Linked DNA regions of Mus musculus: regions 1, 2 and 3 are each linked to region 4. A link is a contact called in public ChIA-PET, Micro-C and promoter capture Hi-C data. All regions are on one chromosome and are shown on one strand. Each heading gives the region's core, a stretch centred on a gene start, on an enhancer-like site or on the middle of the called end of the contact. The rest is flanking DNA. Distances are from core to core; before and after follow the strand shown.

What was found. Promoter capture Hi-C pulls out the DNA fragments that hold promoters and counts their contacts. Hi-C and Micro-C count contacts between places; a contact is called where the count stands out from the background. ChIA-PET counts read pairs in DNA pulled down with a chosen protein or histone mark.
Region 1: an RNA polymerase II ChIA-PET map of memory CD8 T cells shows a contact between it and region 4, with 11 read pairs. The contact joins the promoter of Uqcc1 here to the promoter of Cnbd2 in region 4. A contact is called at or near these places in 4 of 39 promoter capture datasets (the C10 cell line, liver and pre-B cells), 2 of 115 datasets of contacts at active chromatin or transcription factors (effector CD8 T cells and memory CD8 T cells) and 1 of 9 other capture datasets (adipose tissue).
Region 2: a Micro-C map of embryonic stem cells shows a contact between it and region 4, with 3 times the contacts expected there. The contact joins the promoter of Dlgap4 here to the promoter of Cnbd2 in region 4. A contact is called at or near these places in 3 of 39 promoter capture datasets (hippocampal neurons, liver and stem cell-derived epiblast-like cells), 1 of 484 Hi-C or Micro-C datasets (embryonic stem cells) and 1 of 115 datasets of contacts at active chromatin or transcription factors (embryonic stem cells).
Region 3: a contact with region 4 is called in a promoter capture Hi-C map of 3T3-L1-derived adipocytes, with 4 times the contacts expected there. The contact joins the promoter of BC029722 here to the promoter of Cnbd2 in region 4. A contact is called at or near these places in 21 of 39 promoter capture datasets (the 3T3-L1 cell line, 3T3-L1-derived adipocytes, the C10 cell line and 15 more), 1 of 484 Hi-C or Micro-C datasets (CD8 T cells), 7 of 115 datasets of contacts at active chromatin or transcription factors (bone marrow-derived macrophages, effector CD8 T cells, embryonic stem cells and 4 more) and 2 of 9 other capture datasets (adipose tissue and liver).

The regions. Positions count from the first base shown.
Region 1 is chr2:155,928,488-155,931,635 of GRCm38.p6, reverse strand. Uqcc1 (ubiquinol-cytochrome c reductase complex assembly factor 1) reads left to right here and starts at 1,326. Exons shown (of 10, transcript NM_018888.4): 1 at 1,326-1,623. The coding sequence starts at 1,600.
Region 2 is chr2:156,612,423-156,615,507 of GRCm38.p6, reverse strand. It overlaps Dlgap4 (DLG associated protein 4), which reads right to left and starts at 1,811. Exons shown (of 13, transcript NM_146128.6): 1 at 1,650-1,811. It overlaps Gm14169 (predicted gene 14169), which reads left to right and starts at 2,086. Exons shown (of 4, transcript NR_040372.1): 1 at 2,086-2,222; 2 at 2,312-2,563; 3 at 2,934-3,041.
Region 3 is chr2:155,817,929-155,820,941 of GRCm38.p6, reverse strand. It overlaps BC029722 (cDNA sequence BC029722), which reads left to right and starts at 1,710. Exons shown (of 2, transcript NM_001384169.1): 1 at 1,710-1,776; 2 at 1,859-3,013. The coding sequence starts at 1,862. The coding sequence ends at 2,017. Mmp24 (matrix metallopeptidase 24) reads right to left here. Exons shown (of 9, transcript NM_010808.4): 9 at 2,576-3,013. Eif6 (eukaryotic translation initiation factor 6) reads left to right here. Exons shown (of 6, transcript NM_010579.2): 6 at 831-1,105. The coding sequence ends at 840.
Region 4 is chr2:156,310,966-156,314,198 of GRCm38.p6, reverse strand. It overlaps Cnbd2 (cyclic nucleotide binding domain containing 2), which reads right to left and starts at 1,726. Exons shown (of 13, transcript NM_027585.2): 1 at 1,400-1,726. The coding sequence starts at 1,666. Scand1 (SCAN domain-containing 1) reads left to right here and starts at 1,495. Exons shown (of 2, transcript NM_020255.3): 1 at 1,495-1,697; 2 at 1,797-2,353. The coding sequence starts at 1,851. The coding sequence ends at 2,279.

The sequences.
Region 1 (3,148 bases), core at 77-2,576, 380 kb after region 4:
TTAGCTGGAGGGGGAGGTTGGCACAAGCAGGAGCCAAGACAGGTTAACTAGGGCATCCTGACCTTGGGTTCCTAGAATAGAGTTGGGTAATTTCCCACAGGAGTCTCCATCAAGGAGATCAAATTCTAATTAAACCTGAAATGGCCTCAGCAAGAATACAAGACGGAGGAATTGCTCCATTGTCTTACTCTGTCACAAGGTTAATTTAGTCATTTCACACGCAAACATTTAAAAACCAGAAACTCGATAAATATACAGAATTTTGCCAGGTGTGGTAGCAGTTGGGAGACAGAGGCAAACCAAACCAAACCAAACCAAAATTGAGAGGCTGGACATAGTATCATAGGCACTCAGGAGATGAATGCATTTCAAGGCTAGCCTCAGCTACATAGAGCCTGAGGTCAGCCTGGGCTACATCAAATTTTATTTAAAAGGGAGAAAGAAGGGGGCAAAAGATCACCCTGAATCCCACTTTACCTCTCAGTTTCTCCTATAGGCTTTATCCTGCTAAGCTGGCCAAGTAATCACCCATATTGTTTTTATTAGCTATTTATTGTTTCCTTCATATCAGGTGTTTTTTTGTTTGGTTGGTTTTTTTGTTTTTGTTTTTTTACGAGTTGTCTGCCCAGACCTACGCTACCGGTACTTGCCCCACTAACTCACAAGCTCCTCAGCGTTGTCCACACCTTTTTGGTATCCAGTGCAGGCTAAATGAACACTGAATACTCAGTAGGTCTTTATTGACTGGTGGACAGGAAGTGCTTCAGCCTCTAAGCTCTGGCTCCTGGTCAGTCACTGAAGCAGCAATGTCTTCTCTTGTCCACTTCTCATGGGATGTAAGCGTTCTTTGACTGAGACAATCTACTTGCCCATTGCCACAGACAACTCCTCGCATCCTTCTTTCTCCTCAATTACTAATTTTGCTTTGTTTGTTTGTTTGTTTTGTTTTGGAGCCAAGGGTTTCTCCTGGCTGTCCTGGAACTCACTCTGTGGACAAGGCTGTCTTCTAACTCAGAGATCAGCCTGTCTGTGCCTCTTGAGTACTGGGGTTAAAGGCGTGTGCCACAATGCTTGGCCTTCCTTTACTAAGTCTTTCCTATCAGTCAGTATTCAAAGATGTGTTACAGCCAAGCACGAGCCTCAAGCTCCTCTTCTGTCGAGCGTCAGGTCAGTACTTGACCACCTCCTTTTCTGGCTTTCCAGGACTGTGCCCTTAGGTTCTCAGACTCCCAGGCCTCTTTTTTAACTATTGGGAAGTCTGAGCCTTGTGGTCTCCTGGGGGCGGAGTCAGGAAAGAAATGGCTGTTAGGGGTTAACGGAAGGATGAGAGGGATGTGAGAGGCCAGGCCGGGGTGTGTGTAGAGGAAGAACGTGAGCCCTTGTGACGCGCAGCAGCGACTTAAGACCGGCGAGGAGTCTCGCGTCCTGGAACCTCATTCAGATCCACGGCAGGAAAACCGCGGGTGCGCAGTTGCGAAAACTACGCCTGCGCCGCCTCCAGAGCCTGACTACCTTTAGCAAGGGGACAGCGGCTGAGTGGGTGGTGACAATCGGGATTCCGGAAGCCCACCTTTCACCCGGAAATGATTGTGGAGGAACATGGCGTTGCTGGTGCGAGTCCTTGTGAGTGCAGGAGTACTTTTCTAGAGACGCACGCGCGTCTCCAGGTTGGGCTTGGAGAGGGCGGGGCGGGAGGAGCTGGGGAGAAATGGGGGAGCCTGTGCTGTAGCTCCTTTGCGTGGTCGCCTTTCCCCAGGGAAACTGAAGCACCTTTCCACTTCTCCTTACCCCTGTTTTGGCCTTGACTCCACCTTTTTAGAAGGTAGTGGCCTCGGATCTTTATGTAATGAGGATCGTTCTTCAGGATAAAAACACGTGGGGCACTGACTGGAATAGGGGGTTGCGGGGAAGACCGGGGGAGGTGGGTCCAGTCCATGACTGTCACTGTGCAGTGTGACCTTGAGTAAGATACTGGATGGTCCCTGGTCCATGTGAAAAATAAGGACATTTCTCTGTTACAGGCCCCTTTGGATTCTGAGGTTTAGTTTGTTGTAGAAACTTTAAATGAATTTTTACTTGTATAGTTCAGTGGAATGCACAAGTTATTAGAGCAAAAGCTGCAGGAGAAACTGCCCCGTGGCTTTCTCTTTGCCCAGCGTATTTGGCCCAACCTAACACTTGTTGAATGAAGGAAGGAAAGACTTCTAGACTGGTTCTAAGTCTCGTGGGGAGCTCTGTTCAATTCCCACCTGAGATTTGGTCTTAAATCCTCTGGTCTTAAATCCTCTTTAGAGTCACTACTGACTTCTAGGACGGGTTAAGAAAATGACAGAGTGGAATTGGTCCCTACTCATGAAGACATGGGCAGTTTGTAATTTAAGTCAGGCATTTACAGAACTTGGTCAAGGGCACTGTTTTACATAGCAGACATTACTCCTGCCTCTGGCTGTCTTTTGCGTTGTCCATGTGTTTTGCATCAGTTCACTCTGCATTCTACTTAGATTCCTTGCCATCCTGGCAGACTGCTTCTTCAGTTGCTGCTCAAGAGGTTTTGTTTGAGAGGCATGTGCCTGTTACCCAGAGAGTGGTTCATTTGCTGGAGTAATTACAGATGCTAACTAAGGCAGAAGTGGAATTGAGCTCTGAGGGTGACTGGGGAAAATGGTCACTGGCCTGTTGTAAATTATTTATGTGTGCACATGTGCAGCGGCTCGTGTGTGTGTGTGTGTGTGTGTGTGTGTGTGTGTGTGTGTAGTGAGGGTTAATTATTATGCATGCTAGGTAAGGAGTTTACTGCTGAGCCCTACATTATTTTTAAAGACAGATACTTTGGTGGGAGAAAGAGCAGATTGGGCCAGAGACTGAAGTGAACACCTGGATTTACCGTGGCGATTCTCGGACAGCTCTCTTAGATTTCTAGTTCCTCAGCGTTGTAGGGATTGTTACAGGTTCATTTCTTTGCTGATAGCATCCATAAAAACTATCTCTCATCGACCCTCTATTAGGTGGGCCTATTTTTCTATTTCCTGTTTATCTTTCTTGGTACAAACATGCACAAGTAAATAAGGAAAATCTCTTTTACATGCTTATTCCCTAAGATTGTCTTATACATTGTAACAGAATGAGATGAAGCTATGAAAACGTCCCT
Region 2 (3,085 bases), core at 562-3,061, 300 kb before region 4:
CTTCAAAACAGCAAGTTCGGCTGCCAAGCAGCCGTGCGCCGGCCCGGGGCACAGCCCTCAAACCTGCAGCTCATCTCTGGCTGACACCAGCAGGATAGTCCTGGGTACCGGGTTCTGTAAGTCAGTCATCAGGCCCTGCCTACCCCACACTTTCTCTTGACTCGGGGCCCTGCCCACCTACCTCTCCAGTGCCCAGCCTAGCTCCACCTGGCCTAAATGGACGAGGGCTTCGCGGACACCACTCACAGGCACACCGGGCATTGCCCAGCTTCCGGAGAACCCACACACTCTATCCCACCCCAACCCCAATACAGACACAGGCACACACGCCTGCCCCACGTGCACAGACAGCATCGTCAGAAGCTACTGGGAACATACTCGGAGCTTGTTGAGCAGTCGCTGAAGCCCAGCTGAGGGGGAGGATGGCCCCCCAACCCGAGCCTCGGCTATCAGCCCGGAAGCCAGCTCTGCGGCCCCACCCAGTCCCGCTGTCCTTAACAGTCTGGCTCAGGCCCCTCGGACCACCCTTGGCCCAGGCAGCCCACAGTTTTCTATACCAGAGGAAGGGGAGAGAGGTAGCCACCTGAGGGAAGAATTCCACAGACTCCTCCAACAGGCATTCTGACATGGTCCTGTCTGGTGAAGCCACAGAGGCAGAGGGACCGGACCCTCCCCCACCGCACAGGAGGTGCCAAGAGTAGAGGCGGGGCAGTCCAGCCTCCTTAGGGCTGGGGACTGCAGCCCCCTCCCCCTCTGCATTTTCTACTTCCAAGCAGGTGGAGGTGCTGGGACATTCCCCCCCCCCCCATCAGCACAGTCCTCCAAGCGTAAGGTTCCCCATCCTTTGGGTATCTCCGCCACAACTGGCCTTCACCCACCCACCTACCCACCACCCTTCCCCCATTTCATTTTCCCCCACAACATCAACAGTCGGTGACAGCCCTTTCCGCAACACAGGCAGCATAGAAGAACGCGAGAAAGGAGATGGATGAAGGGCTGGATGGGGAATCCGACAAGGCAAGCTCTGCCCAAGGAGGCCCAGGGACCATCACTTGCCCAGGTAGCACATGTCCCCTCCCAGCAGGCCCTGCACATCTGGACCCAGCTGGCCTCCGCAGCCACCTGGTCTATCCTCCACCCGCTCTGTACGCGAACCCCCGTTCCCGCGGGGCGCCGCACGTGGGGGCCTCCCGTGGCCATGTGAGCGGCCCCCCCACAGCCCAGGTGCCAGGGTCGCTCGGCCCCTCCCGGGCAGACGAGCGCTCCGGGGGCGATGCGGCGCGGGGTCGCCCGCCCCCTCCCCGGATGCCCGGTCCCGGGGAGATCCCGGGAAGGGAGTACGAGCGTGCGGCAGGCTGAAGGCAAGGAAGCCCCGGCCGCCCGGACACGCGGCTGGGAGGGGGCTGCCGCTGCCAGCCGCCTGCGGATGGAGGGCCGGGAACCGCTCCTGCGCCCCGGCCAGGGAAGGGCCGACAGCATCGGAGGGGCCGGCCCGCGTCGGTCCCCAGGCCCGGGCGCCACTGCCCGTCAGAGGATCCGGGAGACCCCGTCGCTGAGCGCATCTGTCCCGGGGTCTGCCCGCGGCTGGGGGCTGCCCCCGATCTAGCCTCGGAGGAGGGTCTTGACGCGTGCCACCCCCGCGCGCTCACCTGCGCCCTGCGCTCGACCGCCTCGGTCCACTCGGCCTCTGCGCTGCGCCCGCTCCGCTCGCTCGCTCGTTCCGCTCGCTCTAAGCTTCGCTCGCCTAGGCCCCGGCCCCGGCCCCGGCCCGCGGGCGCCCCATGCCTCTCCTCCGGCCGGCGCGGCGCCCCAGATGCGGCTGCGGGAGGAGGAGCCGCGCGGCCCCGGCTCCCCGAGAGCGGCGGGGAGGGGGCGGGGGGCGGGGAGACGCGCGCGGGGGAGGGGGCCGCGCGGCTGCGCCCAAAACCAGGCGCGGATCAGGCCGGGGGCCCGGGGCTGCGGGGGACCGCGGGGGCCGCTCGGGGCCCGGCGCGCCACCCCCGCCGCCCGCCCGGGGAAGGGAAGGGGAGGGGAGGGGCACCGCGGCTGCGGACGCTGGGTGTGTAGCGGAAAGAGCGCTTGGGAATCTGCGACCGATCGTCCAGAGAGGGCAGACTACCGGAGCGAGGTTACACAGCGCTGGCCGCGGTGGCGCGCGAACTTGGAAACCTGGGTTATTGAGTGGGTCGGCAGGAAGGTGTTTTGGCTGCGTTCACTGTGGGGTAGGAAAACTGAGGCACGGGAAAGATGCGGCTGGTCTGGGTCTCGCTGCGGGAGTCAGGCTTCTTCTCACCCCTCTTTCTCCCGTTAGGGTTCTTGCCTCTAGGATCGGGTGCCCCCTCCCGGTGACCCGCTTCCTGGAGAACCCTTGTTTTGGGCAGCAGTACCTGGCTGGCTAACGCATCTCTGGAATTCGTGGCCGGGCACCTGTCCTCCCTCTCACGGGGGCTCTGTGATCACGGACCATAGTCCGTGCTTCTCCCTGAGCTCGTTTTTCTACCCGCACAATCGGGACCACATAAGCATCTACCTCCTTAAGAAACCGAAGAGATAAAGAATAGAGGTAAGCTCTTCGTACTGGATCATGGCATTCAATAGGTGTCAAATGGATGTGCCTCCTCCCCTGGCTCCCACACAGCTGTCCCTGGAGAATACTAGGTATGCAACTGAGGCTCCTCCAGGCCTCTTTCTTCTCTTCCACTGCCTGCCCACCCTCCTCACATCTCTACCCCACTATTCTAGTCCTAGCCTCTCCTCTTGCCTGAGCCTGCAATGCCCTCCCACCATCTCTCAGTGACAAACTCCTACTCATCCCTCAAGACCCAGAGCAATTTCATGTACCAGCTTCTCACACTACTGGCCCACCCATGCCTCCCTTCAAAAAAAAAAAAAAAAAAAAAAAAAAAAAACAACCAACCTTCCCTTTCTCCCAGGGTTTGTGCTGTTTGGACTCCCACCAACTACAGCTACTGGCCCAGAGGAGATCTGCCATGACCCATGCTGCAGGAATTGGCTTCCTGGCTAAGATAGGCAGAGGAAAGGTCAGTTTGGAGTCCTAGAGGAGGGTGAAGGGCAGGAGAGGAGG
Region 3 (3,013 bases), core at 461-2,960, 490 kb after region 4:
GGCTACACCCAGCCCAGCCTGAGAAGTTCTACAGCGTTTTATGTGCCAGGCGGTATTAACGTGATCAGAACACTCCCTGTCCTTTTAGACTTGGAAGAGAAGGAAAGACTGTTGTTTCCTTTGGGTTTTTTGACTTGTTTTGAGGTGTTCATGGATTTTACGGGGAAGATATCAGGTTGATATGGGAGACGGTCTAGTGGGTAAAACGCTCGCTGTACAAAGCAGTGAGGACTGACTTGGTTAAGATTCCCACACCACATAAAAGCTGAGCTTGGTGGCACATGTCTGTCATTCCAGCGTTGGGCTCATTGGCTGTCCACCTAGCAGCCATGGTGAGCTCCAGGCTCAGTGAGAGACCCTGACTCAAAAAGGAAAGTGAAGAAGCAGCCGAGGAAAGAGCTGACACGAGCCTGTGCATGCTGCACACAGTGAGCACCTCGGTTTCAGTATCATGAATGATTACTTCCTCCAATACCAGTGATCCACTTAATCCTTAGAGAGAGCACGTCTGTTTTTCAGTCTAGTATTTGTGACTTTTTGTATCAGCAGTAATGAAGAGTTCTGGAAAAGGAAGGCAGTTTTGGCCTTGGCCTGGTCTCTGAGAGGCTTGGTCTGGGCACATCCTGCTCTCACTGACTTTTCCTTGCTCCTGTCTCAAACGTGGGGAGTTTTAGGCTTGATCTTACACAGGATATAGTCAGTCTGGAACCCTGGAACAGGTGGGGTTCCAAGTGTGGCTTTTCAAGGACTGAACTAGAACAGGTCTAGGGTGGGGCCACGTGTACCTTGTAAAACAGCTCCTGATATGTAATCCATTCCTCTCTCTGCAGCCTCACATGAGTCACCGTCCATGCTGCCGTGTGGGCTCCTGCCTCTGGACTTTGGCTCATTTTCCATGCCTGAGCTAGTCTGTACCAGATGCTGGCAGTGGGGCATGGCAGAGCTCGGTAGAGCTGAATTGATTGCCCAACCCTTCACCTGTGCCATCTCTTGACAATTGTTACTGGAAAGCCTGCCCTGTCATGCTGGCTTTCAGTTCTTGTGGCTCTTGGATGAAAGTTCTGCTATCTTGTGCCCCACCCCATTAAAGGACTGCCTCCCACCATCCTCAGTGTGCTGTGTGTGTGTGTGTGTGGCCTCAGTTTGCAACACCTCCTTCTACAGCAGTTCCTGGGTTGTGGGGAAGTTGGGTGGGATGACATGCAGTGTTTTCCCTCAACAGGATGGGAGACCTGCAGGGGGTGGTGGAACACACCAGTAATCCCGGAGGCAGAGGGGATCTCCAGTTCATAGTCAGCCTGGCTACACACTGAGTTCTAGCACAGCTAGGGATACATAATGAGATCCCTCCCACCCCTCAAAGAAGAGATGAACAAGAGGAAGTAGTGCTGGCTTCTGGGTTCCATTTCAAGCCAGCTCCAGCCTCTCGGCCCTCCCTGGCCTCAGAATGAGACACCCAGCTCTTCTCCCTGCCAGGGCCTTTGTGAGGCCATAGGCACTCAGCTGCAGTGCATTCTGGTCCTGCCTGAATTTGAAGATGGGGTAGCCTCCTTGGGAAGCCAGGCCGCCTCCTGTGGCTCTAGCAGGGCCTTCTTCTAAGTGGGGCGGAGCCTTGGGCCCTGGGCGTGGTTGGCTAGTGGCCCTGCCTTTCCCGTGCTCACGGGGCCCGCCCCTGGCGTGCGAAGGCCTTCCTTCTCTGTCTCGGCTGCGTCATAACGCTGCTCCTCCCAGGCCAGACGGCTTCCGTGCAGCTCTGCTTTCACTTTACTGCCTGAGGTGAGGACACGCGCGGGTAGAGGGTGGTGATGGGTGGGGTGACACTTGCTCTGGCATGGTACCAAATGGGCTTCTATTACAGACCATGGGCGCTCTCCTGAGTGGTGGCCAGGATGGCCCGGAGCCCGCGCAGCCCCAGCCTCCAGCGCCGCAGGGTCCGCAGCAGCCTCAGCCGGAACCTGGCCCGTGGGGGCCACTGGACGACGTGCGCTTTCTAATCGCCTGCACGTCCTGGTACTGACCCGGCCACCCCTGGCCTTCATGCCCTCCTGGGCCTGGCCTGGCTTTTATCTCCTCACCCTGTGATTTCCTGTCTTACTCCCTCTGGGCAGAGATTCAAGAAAGATCGCGGAGACTGAAAGTCCCTCAGGGCCACCTCAGAGAATTGCACCTCAGCTTCAGACTTGACAGACCCCCGAACCAGCTCATTCCCACGCCCCCTTTCAGCTCTGTCCTTGGGCTGATTTCCTTAAGAGGAAGAGCCAGGATCAGATGAGGCGTCCTGGCAGGCTCTTGATGCTGTTGAATCCTGGTTTCCCCCTCGCTAGAACTGAGCTGCTGCCTGGCCATAGCCCCATGTGCCCTGTCTCCAGAGAAGTCTTGCCACAATGACCCTCCCGTACTCCTGAGGTTCCTGGGTGACGGGTTGGGGTGGGGTGGGGAGGACAGGACATTGATTGCTGGTTAGAAGATGCACGAGGCAACTGCAGAAGTACACTCCCAGGGTACCCTTTTCTCCCTGAAACTTCTTACGGGCACACATATGCCCTGGTCTTTGTTCCCATACCCCAGGGGAAAAAACACTGTATTTCTGTTTTATTTAGAAATGATTTAAAAAACATTGTACAAAGGCTGATCAGTTTAAAATGTGACCGACACTGAGATGCTGTGATGTCACCCAGGCCGAGGGGAAGCTGAGCTCTGGGGGCTCTAGTACTTTGCCCCTCTGACTGCTCTGACCTGGGCTGATGGACAAACAGATGACCGCAGGCAGAAGAATCCAAGATTGGAAGCCTCTAGGCTGAGCCCTCTCTGGGCCCGGCCCTGTGTCCCTCACATCTGCAGCCTGGGCTGCCTGCCTCCATCCCCTGCTCTTTCGCAACTGGCCTTGGAATGCCAGGAGCCAACAGGGAGCCTGCGGGGCCTAGAGCTTTCAAGAAGTGAGCACCAACCTGAGGAGAGGGACCAGGGGACTGGGGGAGGGAGGCCCAGAGGAGAGGACTAGAAGAGACAGTTT
Region 4 (3,233 bases), core at 477-2,976:
AGGAAGAGGAGGAGGAGGAAGAGGAGGGGGAGGGGGAGGAGGAGGAGGAGGAGGGGGAGGAGGAGAGTGCCAAAGTTAGTATGAGGCCAAGCAGAGCAATTCAGTCAGAAGCCAAGAGAAGCTGAATGAACCCGGTCATTCTGGAAGACTTAGTTGTCCGGAGGAGGATAGAAGCCTAGAACTTCGTGGGCTGCCCAGAGCTGTGGACTCACAATGCTTGGGTACCACGCTCATCTCATCCCATCATCCCAAGCATCCTTACCAACCGCTCCATCTCCCTAGCTCTGAAAGCTCTGTCTTTTCCAGAGCTTGATTTACTCCACCTGACAACTGTGAGGCAGGCACTATTTATTGCTGGGGGTGTTAAAGCAAAGAAAAGATGTTTCCTGACACCTGATTCCGACACTCTAGACAGCAGCTAGTCAACAAAGATATACTATAAACTGTATGTGTAATTTAAAAATTTCAAAGTAGTTGTATTTTAAAAGTAAAAAGACACAGGTAAAATTTAATAATATAGTTTATTTGACCCCCATATATACAAAATTACATAACATACTCAAATATGTAATAAATACAAAATATTTTTCTTTTCCTACAGACACATGCGTAATTCTACATTTTAATACATCTCAATTTCGGGGTATTTACCTTTCAAAGATTCAGTAAATACAAGAAGCTAATGGCCACCATCTGGGACATCGTTAATTACAGTTTACTTATTAAACTTTTTTCAAAGATGTATTTACTTATTTTATGTATTCACCGCTGTTCTTTTCAGACACACCAGAAGAGGGCATCAGAGCCCATTGTAGATGTAAGCCACCATGTGGTTGCTGGGAATTGAACTCAGGACCTCTGGAAGAGGAGTCAGTGCTCTTAACTACTGAGCCATCTCTCCAGCCCCCCACTTATTAATCTTAAAGTTAAAGTAGTACCCACTGAATCTCTTTCTCTTGGTTTTCGAGGACAAGCAAAAACAATGACAAAGAAGCCCTGAGCACTTGTTTGGGGGCAGGAAAGTCTGAAGACTCTTGCCCAAATACTTTGTCCTTCTCAAAATAAAGTGAAATCAATTGCACCTATGCAGGCGACAGTATATGTGTGTGTGTGTGTGTGTGTGTGTGTGTGTGTGTGTGTGTGTGTGTGTGTGTTTAATGAGATTCTCAGCTCAATTTATAGCTCAGGAGGTGTCCTTTAGCTCTAGGATTACGGGCTTGAGAGATCTTTTTAAAAGTAATTGGAGCCCCTGTCCCGCTGTCCCACCCAGGGCATCCGCCCAAGCTCCGACAATCCCCTAGCCAACCATCACCCTCCTTTACCCAGGACTGTCAGCGCTACCCCCAGATCCTGCCTGGTCAAGTAGGGACCAGCATCTACCCTAGGAGGCGCAGGTCACCTGCACGCCAGGGCGGTCCTTCGGTTGGGGTGTCTCCGCCTTTATCTCCTTAATCGAGGCCGGACTCTCCTTGTCTTCCTCTGATCTGGAATCCGATCCCGACTCAGATTTCGACTCTGTCGTGTCCGACTTGTCCGCCGGCTCCAATGGGGACCTTGCAGTGCCGCCATCCTTAGTGTCAGTAGAGCTGATGTCTACGGACTTCCCCAGATCAAACTTCACGTGACTGGTAGAGGAGGCGGCTTCCGGATTCGCGGATCGGTTCATTTCCGGCCACCGAGGAGCTTCGCGGGTCGAGGTAAGCTGGGCTTGCCCGCAGCCTGTCCTGAGTCCGCGTCCCGCTGGGGTGCCCGGGCCCTGCCCTTCAGCGGCCCTCTGTTACCTCCTTCCGGTGCAGACGCAGGCGAGGCGCCGGACTGCGAAACAAAGGGGGACGCCAACAGCCGTAGTCATGGCGGCGCCGCAGCCCAGCCAGGACCCCCAAAGCCCCGCGGCGCCTCCCGAGCAGCAGGAAGGAGCCGGCGACTGTGCGGCCCCGTCGCCCGATTCCGGGAGCTCCCCGGCCCCGGAGCTCCCCGGCGCGCCCGCAGCTTTGAACACGGCGCCCTACGCTGACGCCGCCCTGCGGCCCGGAGCCTCTCGGCCCGGCCCCGAGACCTTTCGCCAGCGCTTCCGGCAGTTTCGCTACCAGGACGCGGCCGGGCCCCGGGAAGCCTTCCGGCAGCTGCGGGAGCTGTCCCGCCAGTGGCTGCGGCCGGACATCCGCACCAAGGAGCAGATCGTGGAGATGCTGGTGCAGGAGCAGCTGCAGGCCATTCTACCGGAGGCGGCCCGGGCTCGGCGGCTGCGGCGCCGCGCGGACGTGCGCATCACCGGCTGAGCGGCGGAGCCTGGGGCTCCCTGGACTGACACCCTACCCCTGAGTTAATAAAAGTTGAATTTTGACAGCTCCCATGTCTGCTGTGTCTTGCGTTCGTTCTTTATTTATTGGGTTTATTTTACGAACTTGTTGCCCACCTTTCCAGCTGATAGCTAGAGGATTCTGGGAACCTGTAAGATTAAGGCTTTTGATTAGCTATTCCTGGACCACTGCATTTGCGCGAAGCTGTGCCCTTAGGCAGGAAATCTACCTAGATCTAGACCACATTCAGTTTTTCTAAACCTGCATGAGTTTTGTTTTGCAAAAGGCCATGTTAATGAGGTTTCAGTTTTCTAGCCTTCTATTCTCCCCTCTGCCTCACACTATCTAGTATCCGAGCTTCAGCAGATGGCAGTACACAGCGGTTTCGAAGCTGAGCAGTAAAATAACTGGCCCTATTAAATGCTTTATTTAGTTGGTTGTTGTGACTCATACTTTAAACCTCAGCACTCAGGAAGCAGAGGCAGGAGGGTCTCTGAGGCCAGCCTGGTTTTTACATAGTGTGTTCCAGCCAGGGCTATGTAGACCCTCTCAAAAACAAACTCAAGCAACAGAACTGATATTGCCAAGGAAAGCGAACTCTCGTTTCACTTTATGCTTAAAGATCAGTAACTGGAATCAGTACAACTGGACAACAGTGTTTTCCCAGTAATCTTGTTGGAAATAGCCTCTTCTTCCAACGGTTACCTGGTAAGTTTTTTTTTTGAAAACAGCTTTTCTCAGTTTTTCTTTTGAGAAGTTGATGTGTACTTTACATAATTTCCACTTAACTTCTCCATCTCATATGACCTCTACTTTCACATTTGTTAGACACACACACAGAGTATCCAGTGTCCTGTGACAGGGACTGAGAAGGCTCGGCATGTTTCCTTGCCTTAACCTATATGGGTCAGGGCCTCCTGTCTTTCTATATAC